Regions from separate parts of the Mus musculus genome. Here regions 1, 2, 3, 4, 6 and 7 are each linked to region 5. The links are chromatin contacts, called in public HiCAR-type, HiChIP or PLAC-seq and promoter capture Hi-C maps. All regions are on one chromosome and are shown on one strand. Each heading gives the region's core, a stretch centred on a gene start, on an enhancer-like site or on the middle of the called end of the contact. The rest is flanking DNA. Distances are from core to core; before and after follow the strand shown. Region 1 holds the start of Gucy1b1 (guanylate cyclase 1, soluble, beta 1). Region 2 holds the start of Gask1b (golgi associated kinase 1B). Region 3 overlaps Ctso (cathepsin O). Region 4 holds the start of Map9 (microtubule-associated protein 9). Region 5 holds the start of Glrb (glycine receptor, beta subunit). Region 6 holds the start of Tmem144 (transmembrane protein 144). Region 7 holds the start of Ctso (cathepsin O).

What was found. Promoter capture Hi-C pulls out the DNA fragments that hold promoters and counts their contacts. HiCAR-type assays count read pairs that join an accessible place to other places. HiChIP or PLAC-seq counts read pairs in DNA pulled down with a chosen protein or histone mark.
Region 1: a contact with region 5 is called in a promoter capture Hi-C map of hippocampal neurons, with 2.2 times the contacts expected there. The contact joins the promoter of Gucy1b1 here to the promoter of Glrb in region 5. A contact is called at or near these places in 2 of 39 promoter capture datasets (hippocampal neurons and pre-B cells) and 1 of 9 other capture datasets (macrophages).
Region 2: an H3K27ac HiChIP or PLAC-seq map of SST interneurons shows a contact between it and region 5, with 7 times the contacts expected there. The contact joins the promoter of Gask1b here to the promoter of Glrb in region 5. A contact is called at or near these places in 4 of 39 promoter capture datasets (the C10 cell line, cranial neural crest, embryonic stem cells and 1 more) and 1 of 115 datasets of contacts at active chromatin or transcription factors (SST interneurons).
Region 3: a contact with region 5 is called in a promoter capture Hi-C map of second pharyngeal arch cranial neural crest. The contact joins the enhancer-like site here to the promoter of Glrb in region 5. A contact is called at or near these places in 9 of 39 promoter capture datasets (the C10 cell line, cranial neural crest, embryonic stem cells and 4 more), 1 of 115 datasets of contacts at active chromatin or transcription factors (stem cell-derived neural progenitor cells) and 1 of 9 other capture datasets (macrophages).
Region 4: a contact with region 5 is called in a promoter capture Hi-C map of hippocampal neurons, with 4 times the contacts expected there. The contact joins the promoter of Map9 here to the promoter of Glrb in region 5. A contact is called at or near these places in 4 of 39 promoter capture datasets (embryonic stem cells, frontonasal cranial neural crest, hippocampal neurons and 1 more) and 1 of 115 datasets of contacts at active chromatin or transcription factors (astrocytes).
Region 6: a contact with region 5 is called in a promoter capture Hi-C map of second pharyngeal arch cranial neural crest, with 6 times the contacts expected there. The contact joins the promoter of Tmem144 here to the promoter of Glrb in region 5. A contact is called at or near these places in 18 of 39 promoter capture datasets (the 3T3-L1 cell line, 3T3-L1-derived adipocytes, the C10 cell line and 11 more) and 1 of 115 datasets of contacts at active chromatin or transcription factors (pancreatic cancer cells).
Region 7: a HiCAR-type map of astrocytes shows a contact between it and region 5, with 7 times the contacts expected there. The contact joins the promoter of Ctso here to the promoter of Glrb in region 5. A contact is called at or near these places in 10 of 39 promoter capture datasets (cranial neural crest, embryonic stem cells, frontonasal cranial neural crest and 5 more), 1 of 484 Hi-C or Micro-C datasets (cerebral cortex), 5 of 115 datasets of contacts at active chromatin or transcription factors (VIP interneurons, astrocytes, neural progenitor cells and 2 more) and 2 of 9 other capture datasets (adipose tissue and macrophages).

The regions. Positions count from the first base shown.
Region 1 is chr3:82,073,356-82,076,170 of GRCm38.p6, reverse strand. It overlaps Gucy1b1 (guanylate cyclase 1, soluble, beta 1), which reads left to right and starts at 1,460. Exons shown (of 14, transcript NM_017469.4): 1 at 1,460-1,599; 2 at 2,100-2,173. The coding sequence starts at 1,597.
Region 2 is chr3:79,884,452-79,887,196 of GRCm38.p6, reverse strand. It overlaps Gask1b (golgi associated kinase 1B), which reads right to left and starts at 1,267. Exons shown (of 4, transcript NM_133187.3): 1 at 67-1,267. The coding sequence starts at 970. It overlaps Gm36569 (a long non-coding RNA gene), which reads left to right and starts at 391. Exons shown (of 3, transcript XR_375740.1): 1 at 391-1,101.
Region 3 is chr3:81,952,018-81,954,717 of GRCm38.p6, reverse strand. Ctso (cathepsin O) reads right to left here. Exons shown (of 8, transcript NM_177662.3): 7 at 2,427-2,519; 8 at 1-492. The coding sequence ends at 458. Among named protein-coding and RNA genes, the nearest start is that of Ctso, 21 kb to the right of the region's middle. Within about 2 kb of position 1,412, at least 2 of the 459 cell types and tissues checked have an H3K27ac peak or open chromatin away from gene starts, as enhancers often do. A contact at or near this core is called in second pharyngeal arch cranial neural crest, where this site is marked.
Region 4 is chr3:82,356,679-82,359,451 of GRCm38.p6, reverse strand. Map9 (microtubule-associated protein 9) reads right to left here and starts at 1,380. Exons shown (of 14, transcript NM_001081230.1): 1 at 1,197-1,380; 2 at 328-477. The coding sequence starts at 402.
Region 5 is chr3:80,912,392-80,915,091 of GRCm38.p6, reverse strand. It overlaps Glrb (glycine receptor, beta subunit), which reads left to right and starts at 1,432. Exons shown (of 10, transcript NM_010298.6): 1 at 1,432-1,575.
Region 6 is chr3:79,841,646-79,844,477 of GRCm38.p6, reverse strand. Tmem144 (transmembrane protein 144) reads left to right here and starts at 1,569. Exons shown (of 12, transcript NM_001379543.1): 1 at 1,569-1,707.
Region 7 is chr3:81,931,301-81,934,000 of GRCm38.p6, reverse strand. It overlaps Ctso (cathepsin O), which reads right to left and starts at 1,400. Exons shown (of 8, transcript NM_177662.3): 1 at 1,226-1,400. The coding sequence starts at 1,336.

The DNA of each region.
Region 1 (2,815 bases), core at 211-2,710, 1.2 Mb before region 5:
TAGAGTGAGAAGCCAGGACAGATGAGTAATGATTACATCACTGTCCACCTTGGAGAACCAATGAGTTTTGGGACTATGGATGAGTGCATACTTACAGAAGGGACAGCTTGAAAGTAAGAAAGAGGAGAGAGAGAGAGAGAGAGAGAGAGAGAGAGAGAGAGAGAGAGAGAGGAAGGAAGAGAGAAAGAGAGAGAGGGGGAGGAAGGAAGGAAGAGAGAAAGAAAGAAAGAAAGAAAGAAAGAAAGAAAGAAAGAAAGAAAGAAAGAAAGAGGGAAGGAGAAAGGGAAGGAGGGAAGGAGGGAGGGAGGGAGAAAGACATACTGGAGAGGGATGAAATGTTCACACATTTGTAATGGGCCCTTGGATGGATGGATGGATGGATGGATGGATGGGTGGGTGGGTGGGTGGACTGATGGACAGACAGACAAACAGACAAAACAGAAATACAAGACAAATCTAAAACTTCTGGAATTCTAACTCCTGGGTTGTAATATGGCCTGTCCTGTAAAGTTCACAGACAAGATGGCTTAACGTTTTGCTCACAATTATGTTTGCACATGAAGTATCTATCCTCCAAGAAGATACATGAAGTATCTATCCTCCGAGAAGGTACTTGAGAGCATATTCCCCAGCTGGGAAATACCAGTTTGGAAACTTCTGGAAGCCTTTTTGGAGTTTGTAAGTAGACCACTGTGGGTGTCCTTGGGAACTGTAAGCCTCTACTGGGCCCACCTGTGTGTCTCTGTAATGAACTAAACAGCCTCGGCCATTCTCTCAGCCACCATGGAGTTGGGCTGTTCCACACGCCCCAAAGCAACGGAGACAAAAAAAAAAGCGAAAACAAAAACAAAAAACGATGGATCTCTAAAAACCACAGGCAAAAACATGAATTCTGCTGGTTAATGTCAGGTATTTTGTCTCAATGGCAAAAAGTCTAATGCAGTTGCTAAACCTCTTGTATATTACAAAACATCTTAGTTTGTGCACTTGATTATTAACTTAATTGACTAAAAGTAAAAATGTTAATTTTGTAGGATTAGCTATGTTTGCCAGCTGTTGCTAGGTAAAGCAACAGAGGAAATGTTTATGTGCATAACTACAAAAAACATGACGATGTTAATCAACACTGGGCGCGCGCGCGCGCACACACACACACACACACACACACACACACACACACACACACGCCCAAGCTCTAGGACATTAGAACAGATGTACGAGGATGACAATGACAATACCCCATCCATGCTGGAAGGAGCACAGCTGGTTCTGTTCTATCTGCCTTAAGGCCTCAAAAGAAATGACTTGTCACCAGACTGGGGCGGGAAAATGTTTGAGCACAGTAGCTCTGAGCCCATCTGAATTCCCTCCTCTGTCACTGATTGGCTAAGATATGGGAAGAAACAGCGCCCAGCCTCCTGCGGCTCCACTCGTCATTGGCTGAGAAGAGGTGGCAATCAGAGTTGGCCGAGACTGATGCCCTAGCTTCAGCTCTGTGCTGGTCTGGGAGCACTGTCGCCGCTGTAGTCGCTGTCTGGGTCCCTTCCGCGGTACTCTTGCCTGGAAGCTGCTTCCTAGGCTCCGGGCGCGGACACCATGGTGAGTGCTGTCAGGATGGTCAGCGGAACATCACACCTGAGCGGGTGGACCTTGACTGGCTAGAGAGCTGGCTGAGATGCAGAAACAAGCCCCAGGGCACACAGAGCGGAGGGCCGCGAGGAACAGCGCTTTTGGTGGGAGGTGGGGACATATGATCTGCTGGAGTGCTCCGAGTCTCTGGGTCTGGTTGGGTCCCCACCACTCAACCCCAGCCTCCAACTTCTGGGGATTCTGGGTTCCACGGGCAGGGTGGTGTGGGAAGCTCAGGGCTCAGGTTCCTGAGCTACCCCTGTTGCACCACGGTGACAGGTGAGCAGGGGTAAGAAGATGGGGGAGGGGAAAGGGACGACGAGAATTCAAAGATCCCGCAGAGTCCCCCCTTTTAGAATAGGGTACCCGAAAGCTTATCCTGAAGGCGAATGACAGGTCAGAGGCACCGGGTGGAAGACCGGGTTGCAAGGCGCGGGTCCTTGACCACGGTCTCTCTCTCTGCCCTTCAGTACGGTTTCGTGAACCATGCCCTGGAGCTGCTGGTGATCCGCAATTATGGTCCCGAGGTGTGGGAAGACATCAAGTAAGTGAACAGCCCCGCTCCCAGGGCCGCGCGTTGGCACCGAGCCCGCGCCCGCCCGCTTCCCTGGCTGCTCCCAGCAGGGTCGTGGTGCGCATCCTCCGGTCTCCTCTCCCACGCTCCGAAGCCGGGACCAGGAGAGGAGGGTAGGCCGGGGCGTGGCCGCGTGATCAAGCCCCTTGGGGTCGCTGCGGCCTCTTCACCCGGACTGAGCGTGGGAACACCCAGACAGGCAGAGCACTGTGACTCCCAGGCCAGGTTCAGAGGGTTGGCTAGCTCCCATGCAAGGGGACCTGGGGGCTTCCTGGGCCTCTGCAAGGTCTTAGGATCAGAGGCAGGAAATGAACAGAAGATTCGCTTTCTTTTGCGATTTGCACACCAGGAACACGTAATATGGTTAAATCATTTGGTTATGGTATAGTACACTCAAAGATTATTTCTCCAGTAAGTCATGAGAAACCGATATGTAATAAAGGGACATTTTCCCTTTAACTTGCCCAAATCACCCTTGCTTTGCTGTGTTTTCTTCTGGCAACCCTAGCAGGGCATCCTAGTTTCTGTAGAGCTTTGAGTCTGGTACTCAGATAAGACGAGAAAATAGACTTATCTGAGATTTTAAGGCCCAAGGCATCTCTTAAGCTTTCT
Region 2 (2,745 bases), core at 18-2,517, 1.0 Mb after region 5:
GGGGGAAAGGAGAAAACGATCCCAAATCCCCAGCAGCTGCAAATAAGAAGCAAGTGAATCTGTTACCTTGGATGAACTCTAATTTCCTGCTCACAGATGGCAGGGTCCTGTTGAGACCCAGGATCCTGTCCAGGTGGAAGGCGAACACTTCACTCATGTCCAGCGGCTGCTTGAGAAGCCCACAGGGGCTAGGCCCGCAGCCAGGCACAGAGCCTGAGGTGCTCCCTTCCAACACCAGCAAGCGGGTACCACTCTTAGAGATAGGTAGGATGCTAGCCACCTCACTATCAGCCAGGAGGCGCATTCTGCGGATGTCTTCTTTGCTCAGCCATGAGGGGGCGCTCTCGCTATAAATCCTAATGTTGCTCTCTCGGGCCCTAGGCTGCTGCAAGTTTGAACCTCTAGTTCTGACTCCAGGACCACGCAGCACCCTCCAGGGTCGTTCACCAACCTTGGTTAGGTAACCCTGAACATAGCCAGGTACTTCAGCATCTGCTGCCCGTGCAGCTTCCTGCTGTATAAGGGATGGTCTAACCAGCACCTCCTGATCAGGGGCTGCAGATGCCACCGCATACTTCTTCCTGCGCTTGGGTTTCACCGTGCCACGGATATTCGCAGGCTTGCTGCGCTTGGAGCGTAGAGTAATGTACACCACGTTGGGCTGCAAAGTGCTTCCATTGCCCTGCAACTCTGGAGGGGCCAGGGTACCATCCAGGGGAATCTCAGAGAAGGGTACCTTGAAGATGTCGTGACCGTTGGGTGGTCCCCTGTCAGTCGCCTGCCCATGCTGAAAGGAACCTCTGCCCACCTGGCTCACCAGAAAGCCCAGGTAGATGGCACAGGCAGTGCCCAGCAGGAGGTTCCGTCTGGTCCTGGGACGCCGACTACTCCAAAGTTTACACACTCGTGGGGCGCACAGAGAGCAGACAAACCAGTTTACGAGCTGCCCCGGCTTGTCTGGACAGGTCATTTCTCTGCCGCTTCCACATGCTGAACTGAGTTTAAAGTCTGCAGCTGGCTCCGGGTGACATGATTCATGGCTTCCTGAATCCAGCCGTCCAGTCCGCTTCGCTATCTAAGTGGTCTCCAACAGGCAGAGAGGTAAAAGAGAAGGGTCGCTGCTGCGGGTTCTGGGAACGCTTTGTGAACTGGCCACCGCAAGCCTTTTAAACTCCTATCAGCCTTTCCCAGGAGAAAGGAGGGCTGACTCTGGGAATGAATGGAAACAAGAGTTGACTGAATCACTAACTCAACCCATTTCAGTTCCTCTACAAGAGGAAAGAGGCGAGTAACCCTTTCCTTCCACAAATTCTACCAAGTTTGGTGTAAAGTTTAAAATGCGGAAGCAAGATAGGTGTGTGAGTCTGATTTTACTTTAAAGTAATGAAGACAAGCTGCAAAGAGCGTTTGCTAGCTCACAGTTAAAGCCACTACATCTGAGAAGCAAAACTCTTAAAAGTCATCAACCAGGATCCCCTGCAGACCCCCTTTTTGTGATTCAGAAATAAGAAAAGAAATAAATACTTTTTAAGATTTTTATAGACACCCTAACTTTTGTAAGATATATATTACAAAAATATCAAGTAGTGAGTTCATATTTAAACATATTCTCTTAACTAATGTTCCACATTGTTTTCACAATATATTCCATATCTAAAATTGTTATTTAACTACCCCTTGATGTTTATATAGCTTGAAAAGGGTGAGTTCTCTCTCTCTCTCTCTCTCTCTCTCTCTCTCTCTCTCTCTCTCTCACACACACACACACACACACACACACACACACACACAACTTTTTATTCCTTTTCTTTCCACTAAAGAGAGCAAAAATGAAAGAAAAGAATATCTAGGTTTTTTGGTGGGTTTTTTTTTGTTGTTTTTTTTTTTGTTGTTGTTTTTTTTGCCTTTTTCTTCACATTTTTAAATAGAGGGAAAAAGTTGTTTAAGAAGAAAAACAAAACTTTACTTACACAGCTGGCCCCACGCTTAGCTCCAGGAAGAATGGAATTCCTGACTCTAATGCACAGAACTTTGAAAGGCTGAGGCACGTAAGGAGAACATATTTCATGGCCAAGGGTGTTCCACCTTTCAAACATCTCGGCTCAGCCTTAAAAGCTGCCGCCTTCTAACAGCGGAGCAAAATGATTTGTAAACTGGCTGCTGCGCCGTTTTCAGACACGTGAGGTTCTTTTTAAAGATGACTAAAAAAATAAAAAATAAAATTTAATTTTGAATTTCTCCAAACACAGCTCAGACCCAGTTTTCATTCAAACAACTTTCTGCTCCTTTCAGCCCCTGGGAGCCCCCTAGTGTCTCATTTGCTAAGCGACACAGAAATGGCAGCCTTGGGAAGCTGAAGTGATCTGAAGTGTTTTGCTGGAGTTGGCGGAGACCCTGTTGCCAAATAAATACCTTAGAAAAATGAGGAGTGCCCACTGACCCCTGCCTGACCCCACGGAGTTGGGAAGGGGAAACTGGACGCCAGAGTCCAGGGCCTGCAACTTACCTTACATCTGGGCTGTTTGCAGACTAACTCTTGTCTCCCACCAGTTCTCGATGGGGGTAAAACGGCCAGGAAAGGTAGACAAAGCTAAGAAGGGGGTCACTGGAAATGAGTAGAGAAACGGAAGCGTGAGATAAGAGTGGGGTGTAGGGAGATGAGAAGGTTCTTGCAGCATGCAAATGAACACAGCAACAGCCCTCAGAAGGCAGCCTGGACCCCTTCTGATTGGAGGTCTTCTGAAA
Region 3 (2,700 bases), core at 163-2,662, 1.0 Mb before region 5:
GTTCTTGTAGATGAGGTAATCTAAGACTGGTGATTATAAGTCACAAGGGAAAAACAAAGGCTCATCATATCTTCAATTCACCCTGACCAAAATACTTCCTTAATGTAGACAGCCAGAAAGACAACAAGCAAGCAAAAGTCCCAACTGCTTCCAGGAGGAGAATACTATGTGACTTCTGATCCCACCAAACTCTCAGAGGTGCACACTATCCCACAGAGTCCGTTGATCAGTCAACGTCCTGGGGATTTCCTATGAAGTTTGGCTGTCCATGTCTTTGCAAAAAATAGAATGTCCTAGGTTGCTTTACAAAATGCCAGTTTGCTCTTAGAACCTCTCTGTAGACAAATTGTTGGAACTTGAAGGTGCATAATGCTTAGAGTTGAGTATGATGTTGGATCACACTATGAAGTGCATCATTTTCGTAGTTGTCTCATGGTGAATCCAAAACAATTCATGATCACACAAAGACAGCAGCTACAGAGTCTGCAATGCCTAGTACAAAAGGTAAGGAAGGATAAAATTTTAAGAGAAATTTCCTCTGCACAATTTGCTTGACAATTTGAATTTTCACTTATGTTGAAATATGTTAGTTTCCACTACCAAATTAGTAGTTATGCTTAGCTGCCAGTATAAGAAAGGCAACACTAAAGGCAAACAATAGAAGAACACTTAAGATTTTTGTTCTAAAAATCAAGCCATAATACACGAACATATATTAGATCTACTCTTCCATGATATGTATTTCCTAAGGGATATTTATACCTAAAATATCTTATGGAATTTATTTTAAAATGTTTAAAAATGTAAGCTCTTAGATTTGAAGTTCACTATGATTTAATACAACATAAGTGTTTATAAGCTTTCTTAGTGCATCAGAATATAGAACTAGCCATCACAGTAAGAGCGTTAAGAGCCCATTTGAAAACTAAATTTCATTTTAATGACCAATATTTTTTAATTTGCTTGGATTATGGAATAGTCTCTGCCTTTTGTTCCTGTTCATTGTAATACTGTGGGTGGCACTGGGTATACAATGTTCAGGAAATAAGGTTGGTAGGCATTTGTATCCCAGGGCAATCAGTAACCAGGAGGCCTCTGGAGACACAGACCGTGGAAGCAGGTAAAGGGAAGAAGACATCTGGGAGGCGAGAAAAAGCAGAGCCGTGAAGGCAGTTGTGAACCACATCTTCACTGTGTGCACTGGACTCACCAGACCCACAGTCCTGGCAGAGCTTTCTACACAGTCAACTTTTAGAGCAAACTAGACACAGCTCCCTGCTGCGTTAAGAAGCTATGTGAATCAGCAGCAGAGGCTCCTGGGCAGCTGAATCTCAGCTGTGAGCTCCTAGGGCACAAAAGCAGCCATGAGGATGATGGAGCAGCAGGGGCCTCTGCTCTGAGAAGTTGGCTATTTCCAGTATGGAATCCATTTGGCTGTCTAGTAGGACAGGTTAATTACTAATTTTCATCGCCTCTATGCCCTGGGGTAAGTGAACAGCGATCACTAGATTGCAGCAAAAATACCTACTCTTAAATTTTGCTGTAACTCTTTTATCTGTCTCAGAGGGATAAAGGGCCTGCAAGTTGTGAAGATTTGTGGGCCACATCGTTAGAAATCATTAAAACGAGAAATGAGTGTTTCTCCATGCAATTCAGTTTAACTCGAGGATTTAGAAAATTTGATGGTTTTCCAGACCCAATCTTACACTACAGTTCTGAATACAGGTTTCAGCATCAGTGGTAGAACCCCGAACCACCTCTTTCTGTTTGCTTTTTTGTTAGGTTTGTTATACACTATACAGGCATCTGCCTATTTGGTAAGTCTTGCGGTTTCTATGGGCATTTTGTAAGCCTTTTCCAGGTGACAAGGTCCAAATTAAGCAAAAATAAGTGTGCTGTACAGATTTTCGTACTTTAACACAAAGAAAACTTGATTCCTGATTTTTTTCTTTCCATGCTTCCCTTGCTTTTGCAACATCGAAGATCAACTCCAGGGCCTTGAGCATGTTACTCAAATGGCCTCACACCGACCTATAGCCTCAGCTACTCTTAGCCATCTTGAACAATTAGGGCAAGTCATACGTTGTAAAAAGTCAAACCGGAGCAGGGGCATGTTCTGGGGAAGTTTAATAACCTAGATGGAGTATATAATCTGTTTATTTTTAAGTAGTTGTTTTGTTAAATTATTGTTTTATTTTGTGTTTTAACACACACAAACACATATAATATATTTTTCATTTTGTATGTGTGTTTAATAGTGTATTATGAAACACTTCATTTCTCATTAACAGGATAAGCAACCACAAAAGAGATTAACACCACAAAAGGGCACTGAGCCCATAGGAAGCACTCAAGTCTGTCATGATCATATTTTCAAAAAGCCCTTCATATTTAACCTGAGTTTTCAACACAAATTTATGACTTACCACAAACATTACCTCCCATTTTCACGTGGGCATAGCCTTCTACTCCCCAGGAGGATCCCCAGGAGTTTCGCACCATCCAATATGGTGTATTTCCTACAAAGGTTAAGATGCTCAGATACACTGATAAACCCATATTGATTAGGAGCAAATACATTTCCATATTTAAATTGAATATGCCATCAATGTAATTGCTGCAAGAGAAGCATACTATAAATATACAGTGATAAAGTGCATTGACTTTCTGCAAATTATTTTCTGCAGGCAGCTCCATAAA
Region 4 (2,773 bases), core at 131-2,630, 1.4 Mb before region 5:
AGAGATGGGCATAATGTGATAAACACGGGAACAAGAGTTGGATGCAGCATTGGCACAGTCAGACCTTGTGACGCTTACGACAGAAAACCAAAATCTAAAGAGAGCCAAGCTCTGAAGTCGCTCTTTGGCTTGCAACTTAGAAACCAAATATTGAAGACAGGATCCTACAGAGAGGGGTGTTTCAATACTGGAGCCCAAAGTTGACAGATGACCTACAACACACTAACAGTGAAGCAAGAACTCCTCCCACGTCATGCCAGATCTTGTGAGAACCAGCAAGGGCTAGGCAGCAGCATAATCAAAACCAAATGCTTTGCAGCGTTTTACCTGAAAGGAAGTTCTCTTGGTAGCCTTTGGACTCTTGGTGTACGCCAAAGTTGTGCTGAAGATTTCATCGGACATGGTGTGTCCTTTTTCTCTGCTTTTATACAACAGTTAATAAATTACTGAAATAATTCATTCAACCTCTGATGGTGGCTGAAATATACATATAAATATTTTAAAGAATTAGACGTTTTTACATGATCAAGACACTGTTCCTGGGATTAGTGCCCCACAACCCCGCTCCAAAGAGAAATCGCTCTAATCATTGTACAATATATTCACCTAAAAACGTTAAGAGCGTTTTATGTTAAGTACATAAAAATTTCACAACAAATTGGTTTTCACGAAAAGAAAATCCATGAGGAAGTTATTACTGTTCTACATCCACTAGAAGGATGAATGAACTACATAATAACAAAATGTTGCCAAACAATTTCACTTTCCATTATTAAAAACACACAGCATTGCGGACGCCACCACGACTTAGTTCAAGCTGCAACCAAGAGGACTGTCAAGGTTCCCAGCCCCGGAAATGGCTTGCACATAACAGTATTCAAAACGATGCTTAACCACAAGCAGCAGCGACATTTTCCCAAACCATTCGTTTGCTGTTACACACACATCTCCACACTAAGTTGCAGCACATCAGGCTTCCAGCGCGCGACGTCGGAGGCCCATTTGGATCGCCGGCCACCGCCCAGAGCTCCCCGGGCTGGCCAGGCGGCGTCCGCATCCCAGCTCCGCGCGGCTCCCGGCCCAGCACGCGCCAGGGCCCCGCACACCCAGCACGGTCCCCTCCGTTCCTCCACGTACCACGGCCCGCGCCTCCTGCATCCACCCCGCTCCCCGTGCACCCGGGCCCCTGTGACCACCTGAGAACCCAGCGGCTATGCTCTAGCACAGGTGTCGCCCCCGGCCCGGGCCTCGCGGTCTGGGAAACCAGGTATTGGAATAACCTGGAGGCGGGGCAAAAGATGGAGGCAGAAGGCGGTTGCTAGGCAACAGCGTCCCCGGGAGGAAGTGACTTCCAACCGCCTGGTCTCTTGGGTACCCAACACCGCCTTTCCGCCGGCGTCGCTGGGACAACCGCACAGACCAAGGAAGTGACATCACTGGTGGAGGTGTTGGGAGCGCGGTGCCCTATCAGCTTGTGTGCAATGGCTGTTACCTAGGAAACAAGACCGGCCCTCTGCCATCACGCCACAAGGAACCTTGATTGCCCCTGCTCAGAGTCCTTGTTTATAGGCAGGTATTGCGTGACCACGATGCAAAGCTTCCTTTTGCTAGTTAGAACGTGGAATGCGTGAGTCAGTGCAGTGTCAGCGGACTCAACAGAACGACGTAGTAGTGACGTTTGCAATCGTCGGAGTTAAACTGCACGTTTGATTCTTGGAATATGCAAAATAAGATCTCTATGATTTGATAAGAAACTAATAAGACTGTCTCCTTAAAGGATTGCAGTGAATACCGAATACAATATATAGCGAAATATTGGGAAATGTTTAGAATCGCATTCAGTTAATATTACATAGGAGCGTTTCTTGTAAGTAATGCAGTTGGGGGGGGGGGGGCGGAGGAGGAGGAGGCAGAGAGTAGGGGTAGGGGTGTGTGTGCTAAAGTATCCCATAAGCACACACAGCCCAGAGCCTGTTTTACATCTTTGGTGAAAAGTTTACCCTTTCTATATTTAGTAGATAATCTGGTTAAAAAGAAGTCAGCAAATAAAACACAGGGGAGAAGGCTGGAAAAAGTACTGCTGACAGTATCACTATCTTTGCCATTTAATAATTTATTAATACACAAAACACTTAAACTTTTAAAGTTACACAGACTTCATCTATTTTTAACTTGAAAAAGGTATGTCGAAATCAATTCATTAACAAGTGACTAAACTTGTTTCTGTATCTCCACAATGTTTCTTTTAAAAAATAACCCTGACAAATAGATCTTTAAATACACAAAAACAAATATGAAGTTCAGTGAGAAAAAGGTTTCTAAGTAATATTTGCAATAACTCCTTTAAAAAGCCTAGTTTAAGTTTTTCAACTTGTTCTTGGTTGGTAAATTTGTTTTGGCTAATTATGTTGTTTTTAACTATTTTTAAGTGAATATCTGCATAAGGAAAAGATTTTCTATTTTCACCAGTTACTGTTAGCTTTTCTATCCTACATTTTATTAACATCTATGATTCTGATAAAGGCCCTGTACCCACGGCGGGTACCCAAATGGGAAGAACTAATTTTTAGATAATGTGTAAGGGCTCTATTCATTTGGTATTCATTTAACTGATATAACTTTAATGTAGGCATGACTTACAAAAATAAACTTACAACAACATCAATGATAGAGAACACTGAGTTCCCAGCTACCAATAGGGCCGGGTTGCACACAATGGGAATGGGTTTCGGATGGTTGTTTGCCACAAGCACAAAGTGAGAGGCTCTAAAGA
Region 5 (2,700 bases), core at 183-2,682:
GCGTGTTACTTTTAGCTTCAGAAGATATCATGTATATTTAAGAGGCATTTAACTATTATAAATTATTTTGATGATTTAAAAATGTAAATACTGAATTGTATATTTTAAAATAAATTTTATTAGTTTAATTAATGAAGACAGTTAAAAATAAATAAATATTTAAAAATGTGAAAGAGATACCAAATTGACAAATCCAAAACATAAAAATAAAATAAAATAAAATGTGTGGTCATGTTTTGATATAATTAAAAAAGGCATGCTGTTCTATTTAGTGAAGCTTTAAAACAAGGCAGCTGTGACTTAGCAATGGAAATAAGGATTGCTTCCTAGTTATTGCTGCCCTTGTGACACAGAAAGCTTTGTGGAGCTGAAAGACAGTGTCTGGGTGGAGGGAATGCCCCTCTCTCATGTTTAACAGGCCTATACATGAATTAGTGGAACATCTGCTCTTCTACATACAAGGCTGGACCATGCTCACTTGGGTTCAAATCTGCTAGGCTTCCCTTAAGAGTTATTATCAGGTGGGCATGGAGGCACGGGCATAATAATATTCCAGCAGTAGCTTGAGGAAAGCAGATGGGATTCCGAGATACAGTCTGACCTCAGCAAACAAAACTGCGTTTATTCGACAGAAGCAAGGGGCATCAATTTTCCCACAGAAAGGGAAATTGTATGAAGAGAGGGAATGAACTCCTGTGGGGTCTTAAAGGAATGGGTAGGGTGCTTAAGTTTAAAAGAAGTTGTTTCTTAACTATGGAAATGAAAGCTAGAGTAGTTTAGTACCAAAAGGCAAAAACTAACTGGCACTGCCATGCAAAATCACTGCTAAATCTCTTTTAAGATCTGTAAACTCCAGGTGATTGAATCTCTTAATGGCATGAATTTCAATTTCACCGTCTATAAAATTGAGAAGGATGTACAGTTGTCTAGACACACTGAGGGTCAGTGGCGACACTATGAAGGGACCCTGTTGTGCTCAATGTCAACTGTGCAACCAATGTTAGGAGCAGCATTCCTTGCACTATGTATGCTATACTACTGTAATGATTCTGACCACATGAAGCCTGAGTAGAAAGATCAGACTTCAGAAATTGGAATTATCATTCCGACATTAAGATAGAAGGCAGAAAGAGAAGATGATGAAACCACAGGAATCTCGTCCACTTTGGTTCAGGAAGGCCAACTGCTGTCCCACATCATGTAGTTAGTGCCACAAACCTCCTCTTGAGCCCTGCTCCTTTATTTTAGCTCCTTTTCTAACAGTCTCCCGCTGGGGTCCTGCGATGATGCCCTCCAAAGAGCCCTAAGGTCCCTTCTCCCTCCCTTATCCCCGTCCCCACCACCACCGTGCAGCGTCTCGTCCCTCTCGGTGGCGACCTCCGCCGCCCGCGGTCCCCGCAGTTGTCCGCGGCGCGCCACGGCGCACGCTCAGGGGCGGAGCAGGCGCGTCAAACTCGGCGGCGGCGGCGGTGGCGGCGGTGGCGCGGGCGGCGGCGGGACTCGCTGGTCGCAGCTGCCTCTGCGCCCGCCACCTGCGCCGCCGTCACCTCGGCGGAGGGCTGAGGGGCGCGTGCGGTAAGGCCTGGCGGCGAGCTCCCTGCGGCGCGGGCTTCGGGTCTGCGCACTGCGGCGGGGCCGAGCTGGGGCCCGAGGCGGGCTCGGTGCAAGACGCAGTGTCCGATGCCCGCGGGGGCCGGGGCCGGGGTTTGGGGACCAGAGGCGCCGAGGGCCCTGGGGTGCTGTGGGGAGGCTCACCTGGCCCTGCAGCGGCCGGCCGTTCTGGAAAGCCACAGAGCCTTGCGGACAAGGGTCGCGCGGGAGCCCGGCTGTAGCAGCTAGCATCGCTCCAGGAGGATAAGGGGCTGTGAGCCAAGTGGGGACAGACCTATTGCAGTACTGGGACTCTCATCCCAGAGTGGTAGAGGTGGCTGCGGGTGAAGGACCTAGTGACATGCCCTTTGGGCCTGCTTTGGGGGTGTATAGGATAAATATGGGGTGAACCTGAGAAGAGGGGGCGGGTAAATACAGGACACTGGTGCTCCAGATAACAGAGTGGGATGGGAATTGGGCGTTTAGGTCTCAGTTTGCAGAAAACAATTTTATGATCTGAAAACAAAGCACACAGAAGAGGGTTTTTTTGTTGTTGATGTTTTGTTTTGTTTTTTGTTGTTGTTTGTTTTTAGCTATTCTGCTGTTAGTAAATGCTTGAGGGTTTGCTGTATTGTTTATTGTACTTTGGCAAGGATATTCTCTTCTGGGCATAGGCAGTGATGTTAATTTGTAGGTAGGAACATTATCTGAAGCACACTTCCAGTTTTGTTTCTTTACTATTACTCAGAACTATCTTTTGAAGATGACTGGTACAAGAGTTCCCACACGAATGGGAAAACTAACAAGTCAACTTACTGCATGGCATTTTTAGGGTACAAAGTAGCATGCAAATTTAATGATATTTTACAAGCAGTGAGTTTAGAGTGTTTCATGCCAGTCTTCCTTTACCTTTCTGTTTGTTGCTTTCCTTTGAATTAAGTCCGTTAGTGATTTTTTTTTGAAAAAAAAAAAAAAGCATAGAAATCCATACAACCTACATTTTAAAATTTGACATCAAGTGTTCTAGCTAGAGTGAACCATTTTAACAGTGGGTTAAGTATCCTTACAGGTATGAACCTATTTTGAAATACTCTCCAACTTAATGCCAAA
Region 6 (2,832 bases), core at 320-2,819, 1.1 Mb after region 5:
GTGTGCACATAAACAGGAAGTTTCTCGATTTTTTCAATCACTAAATTAATCATTTCTCTTAAGAAAATGACCTTCTTTCTTTCTTCATGATACTCTGCCTCCCAGTGCAGTTCTCTGATGGATGTAGAGTTGAAAAGCAAGGCTTCCTTTCAAGAAACCTTATCTCCTAACGTCTCCACTTTTCTTCTCTTTCTTGTGAATCTCACATGACCAGATAGTGGATGGTGTCAGCTTAATCCACTCCAAGAGGCCTGCCTGCCTCAAACTCAGACTAGGCCAGGACCTAGCACTTCCTCTTCTTGAAGTTCACATCTGTGTCTTCTGCTGTGCTAGTATCCGGCCTAGAGAGACAGCCTTGCTGTCTAGGAGAGGTCTGTCACACACACACACACACACACACACACACACACACACACACACAAGAGCGCGCACACAGACACATATGGACGCGCGCGCACACATACACACACATGCACGCACACACACACGCACACAGTCACACACACACACTCACACGAACACATGCACAGAGAGAGAGAGAGAGAGAGAGAGAGAGAGAGAGAGAGAGGGAGAGAGGGAGAGAGGGAGACAGAGAGAGATGAACACACACACACACAAACACACACACACACACACACACACACACACACGAGCGCACACACAGACACACATATGGACGTGCGCGCACACATACACACACACGCGCACGCACACAGTCACACACACACACACACACACACGTGGTTTTCAGCTACAGAAGAGGCAGGTAAATCTACATCATATGCTAGTGGTTGCTTTTACCTCTGAATCTCAATCGGATGTCCGAAGCCTGCACTCCTGTCCATTGCTCTTGATTCTTACAGCTCTTTAGGTGGGGTGGGATACAGCTACTGCTCTGGAACGTGATGCACAGCCTGGTTTCACAGGAAAGCTTCCTGGAAGCTATTTTCAAAGAAATTACCTCCCGGGCCAAGCTTTATTTTCCGCAACTCCAGTGTATGGATTTGTATAAAGCCACCTCCCTTGTCTACTGAAATGTGCCAGCAAGCCACAAAGGCATTTAGTTCACATTACAGTAGCACACATTAATTGTTTACATTTGTCTAAGCTCATGATTCCAGCTACATGGGAGGCTGAGGCAGGAGGATCACAGAGTCTACTTGGGCTGTGGAGTGAGCGTTAAGCCAGTCTAGGCAACTTCGGAATAAGCTGTCTCAACTTTAAAAAGGGGGAATGAGAGTTGGGAGTGCAAATTAGGAGAGATTGCCTAACAACAAAGGCAAACCGGGATGGAATGAGCATTTATTTTGTAACTGTGTGAGGTAGCTCCGGCTTTGTCTCATCCACAAACTGCACAATTAAAGGTGTGGTGTTTAGCAGAAGGTGACTTGCTACTCACTGAACGAGCTCTTCTTTAAAGGGGGGGGGGGGGGGGGGGCACGACACTCTCTAGTTAACTCGCTGACTGACAGAGGGCCTGAGGACTCCTTAGTCACCTGACTGAGCTCCAGCCCTCCGCTGGGAGGGTGTCCTGAGCCTCCGCCTGGGAGGGACTCCGGTCTCCCTTCAGATTCCGGCAGGAAGTCCGCACGCGTCCAGGGAAGAGTCAGCGCAGTGAGACCCCACCAGGTCACCTGAGTCTAAGGTGCCCCTGGGTCTGAGAGCCGCCCTGCAACCTTCAGCTCCTCGGGAAAACTCGCAGAGCAAGTAAGTGCCAGCACTCGTGACGTCAGCCCAGAGACAGGCGAAGCTGCACTCAGATTGGAGGAAATTAAAGGAAACCAGAAATGAAATCTTTAAACTAGAGCAGGCGGCATTGATCGAGCGCCGGCACTATCTTAAACGCAGGGGAGGAGCTGCTTAAAACTTTAAAGTAGTCGGGAGAAAAAGCAGATATACCAGTAATGAAACGAAAGTAGTAAATTTTTTAGAAAGAATGAATGTAGCTTAATAAAATATTAAGTGGATACTTAACACGTAAACCTTAGAATCCTTGGACTTGAGACTTTTCCACGGAATGTTGAAAGCTTTTACCTTGGAGAAATACGAACTATTTCGATAGCTGCTGCCTGGTTGGTAATCTGTCTAAGGTAAACGCGTGTGGGCAGGTCACGTGCTACCTGACCCACGTGATATTTATGGTCCTATTGTCTAACTAAAACTTGAAAAAATTTTAAATGAATGGGAGGGATCTAGCACAAGTTTAAAGCTTGACTGAGCTCTGAAGCGAGTTTAAAGTCTGCCTAGAAAAGCTTGGCGAGACTGTCTCAAATCAAACAAAGTAAAAACGGGGTTCGGGTATAGCTGAGCAGAGCGTTTGCCGAGCATGCCGTATTATTAAAAAATATAATAATAATAATAATAATAATAATAATAATGGATTTTGTTTGCTTGCTTGCTTTTTTAAAGACAGGGTCACACTAGTGTTGTCCTGGATGGTCTGGAACTAGCTATGTAAACCAAGCAGGCGATGATCTCAAAGATCTTCCTGCTTCTGCCTTCTGAGTGCCGGAAGTTAGCTTGCTACCAACCTAGACTGAAAATAAGATTTTTAGAGGAATAATTTGGGGCTAGGTTTGTGCGAAAAAAGGGTTGGGGATACATGTTCAGTAAAGTAATGATGCTTCTCTTTACCACAGAAATGTCACTGATTTAACGCGAGATGGACTCTTCCTTATGGCAGTCTGGGATTGTTGGTTCACAGGGAATTAGATCATGTGCTTTTGGAAATGCTCTGGAGCCGTGTGCTGTAAACGAACATCGTTTATCTAAGGCAATAACTGACTGGAGTTGATTCAGCAGTCAAATGAGGTCATGCGCTCTAATTAGCAC
Region 7 (2,700 bases), core at 151-2,650, 1.0 Mb before region 5:
GTATCCATGTCTTTCCCTTCCTGGCTGCTGATGTAGTATGGATGTCTGCTCCACACACATGTCACTATGACATCCCTATCATGATGATAGACTGTCCCTGAAAGTGTGAGCCAAAGTAGACCCTTTTTCACTTTCTTTAAGTTGCTTTTCTTGGCAACCTTGCTTTATTTCAGTAAGGAGAAAAAAAATTATACATTACATTGTTAGCTTTCAATACTCAAGATTAGAAAAAAAAAAACTAGTTGGCCAATAAACACCTTATCAACAACCTGTGACACTGACTACCTCACCCTATTGGAAATCAAGGACAGGTCTCAGTAACACACAGGCCAAGGACACTGAGAAATAGACTGGTAACAAGAAATGAGCTCAAAAGTAACAAAAAGGAGAACTAAAGCACAGCATTTTGATTTGAGTACAACACAAGGGTAGCTGAAGCCAAAGAAGGCCGGACTGAATGAATACTGGAACTTCTCAGGCCAAAGAGGACAAGGAGAACGGGGCAGAGCTATGGGGTTCTATGGAAATTTCAGAAAACATCAGTAAACACTAGTTAAATGGCCTAAGAGCAGCATTCCTGAATTCAGATAGACACTGAGTCGAACAGGTGAGTCCTCCTCTAATAAAATCGTGATGGCATTTTCTTTTTTCTTTTCTTTTTCTTTTTTTTTTTTTCAGATTTAAAAACCTTTCAGAGAGCATTAAGTATAGCAACTGAGGCCAACTGTGAATCTGCATTTCGGTCAGTTCCCCTGGTTACTGGGAAAATCTATCCGTGGTCAGCTAACTTGTCCATTTCAGAATTTTAAGGTTGGAGAGCAATTGAAGGATTATTATGAAAACTTTAAAAAAAGAAATCCGAATTTAAGGCAGTGAAATGTCTCCTGTTCTACATCAGTCTCCACCAAGTCAGAGAGAACTTGATGGTGGTAGACAGTTCCAGGACTGAGAAATCATTAACTTCCAGTTATAGGAGGAGAGAGCCAGTGCCCCCTGCAGGCGGCTTTCTATGCGACAGGTTTGGTGTGGGAAAGGCTTTAGGATTCAGGATACTTCTTCCCCTTAGCTTTGCTTTGGACATCTTTTGGTGCTTTGGGATATAGCACAGAAATCCTTGCCCTGGGGAATCAAACTTTTAGGAGGCAGTTCTACTGGGGAAATGCGCGCTTGGAGCTTGGGTCCCTCCCTAGGAGCCCCGGGGCAGTAGAGGGAGGGAGCTTGGTACCCGCAAGGCGGCGGCCTCCCGCTGGTGGCTCCAAGACCAGGTCCCGGCGACCCCGTGGCGGCCGAGACAGCAGCAACACAGTAGCAAGAGGTTCACCAACTGCGGCTTCATCCCGGTGCCCGAGGTCCACTGTGCCCGGCCCGCTTTCTCTTTCGGTTTCTTGGCTCCGCCCACTGCCTGTGTCCTGTGCACGCCCAGAAGCAGAAAGCTGCTGGGGTCCCAGCTGTTTTGTTTGTTTGGTGCTTCTTGGGATTATTATTGAGCTTTTGTGCTGTTATTGGGCATCTGGGATTTCCCTCTTACTTAATAAGAAAGAGAGCAAAACCTGACTTACACAACAGTATGAAGATACAAACTATTGTGTTTCCTGCTGTCTGAGATTCAGCCCTTCATTTTACTTCCTGCTGTTTAAATTGAATATGTGTTCACTGAGTGTGTGTAAATTGAACTCAGCAGGTTGTATGGGGACGTATAGTGTATGCGAATTTACACACTTCTCTCTATGGATGCGTATAAATACTTGACAAAATTGTTGCTGCACAGAACTGCACAATATCTTGTGGCCATTTCTCCACTTGTAGAAAGCTGCACCCGCTTCCGAAGTTTGTAATGAAATTTAGCTAAGTAATCCTAAACACTTCATTATATGCTGAGCACGTCCTGTGCTTTTCTTTGTTTCACTGTTAAGGTTGCTTTAATTTTTCTTATTATTTTATTATGTTGTTTTCTTCTTGCTTAGCTTACTTCATAATCCATCCACCTCACTTTCTATCCCCAGCTATAATTAACTGACGTAATTTTTAAAAATCTTGTTTCCTTTTACCATGGTGCCGGTATACAGAGTGTAAAAGGAAAAGGGGAACATGTTCAAACCAGTCAATATGTCTGCTCACTCACATCTCAGCTAAAGAGGTTTCCAGTACACTGCCTCAGAGCTCTCCTTTAAGGAGACTGAGTGATTTAAGATCTGAGACCAAATATCACAAATCGCTGGTTACCCTTGGGAGAAGACAGCCAGCTGCTTCTCAGAAGGGCCTATGTACACAAAATGCAAATTATTGTCTTAGAATGAGTCTTTACTCTGTGTTTCTTTTTTACCCCTTCTCTATTGTCCAAAAGCAGATCCTTTGTGGACAAACTGTAACCAGGTTCCCAGAAATCGGAATGTCCTGCATCTTTTGTTTCTTAGCTTCCAACCTGGCGTATATCTGAATAACCATAGTGTTTATTTTCTTGTTCCTTCACTCCCAGGCCTACCTACCCCGACTGCCCTACTTAAAACCCTAACCTTCTCCCCCTCTCCACCCTATTCTTCTAATACTGCCCCCATTGCCTCTGGTGTTCAGTCTGTAGCCTTTTGATCCATAGCACTTTTCTGTAATGCCAGCTTCGTGGGAGCGACAATTTCATTTCTTTAGTCTCTTATGCACCAACAACATATAGTGGGTATTCAATCAGTAAATGTTTGTTGATAT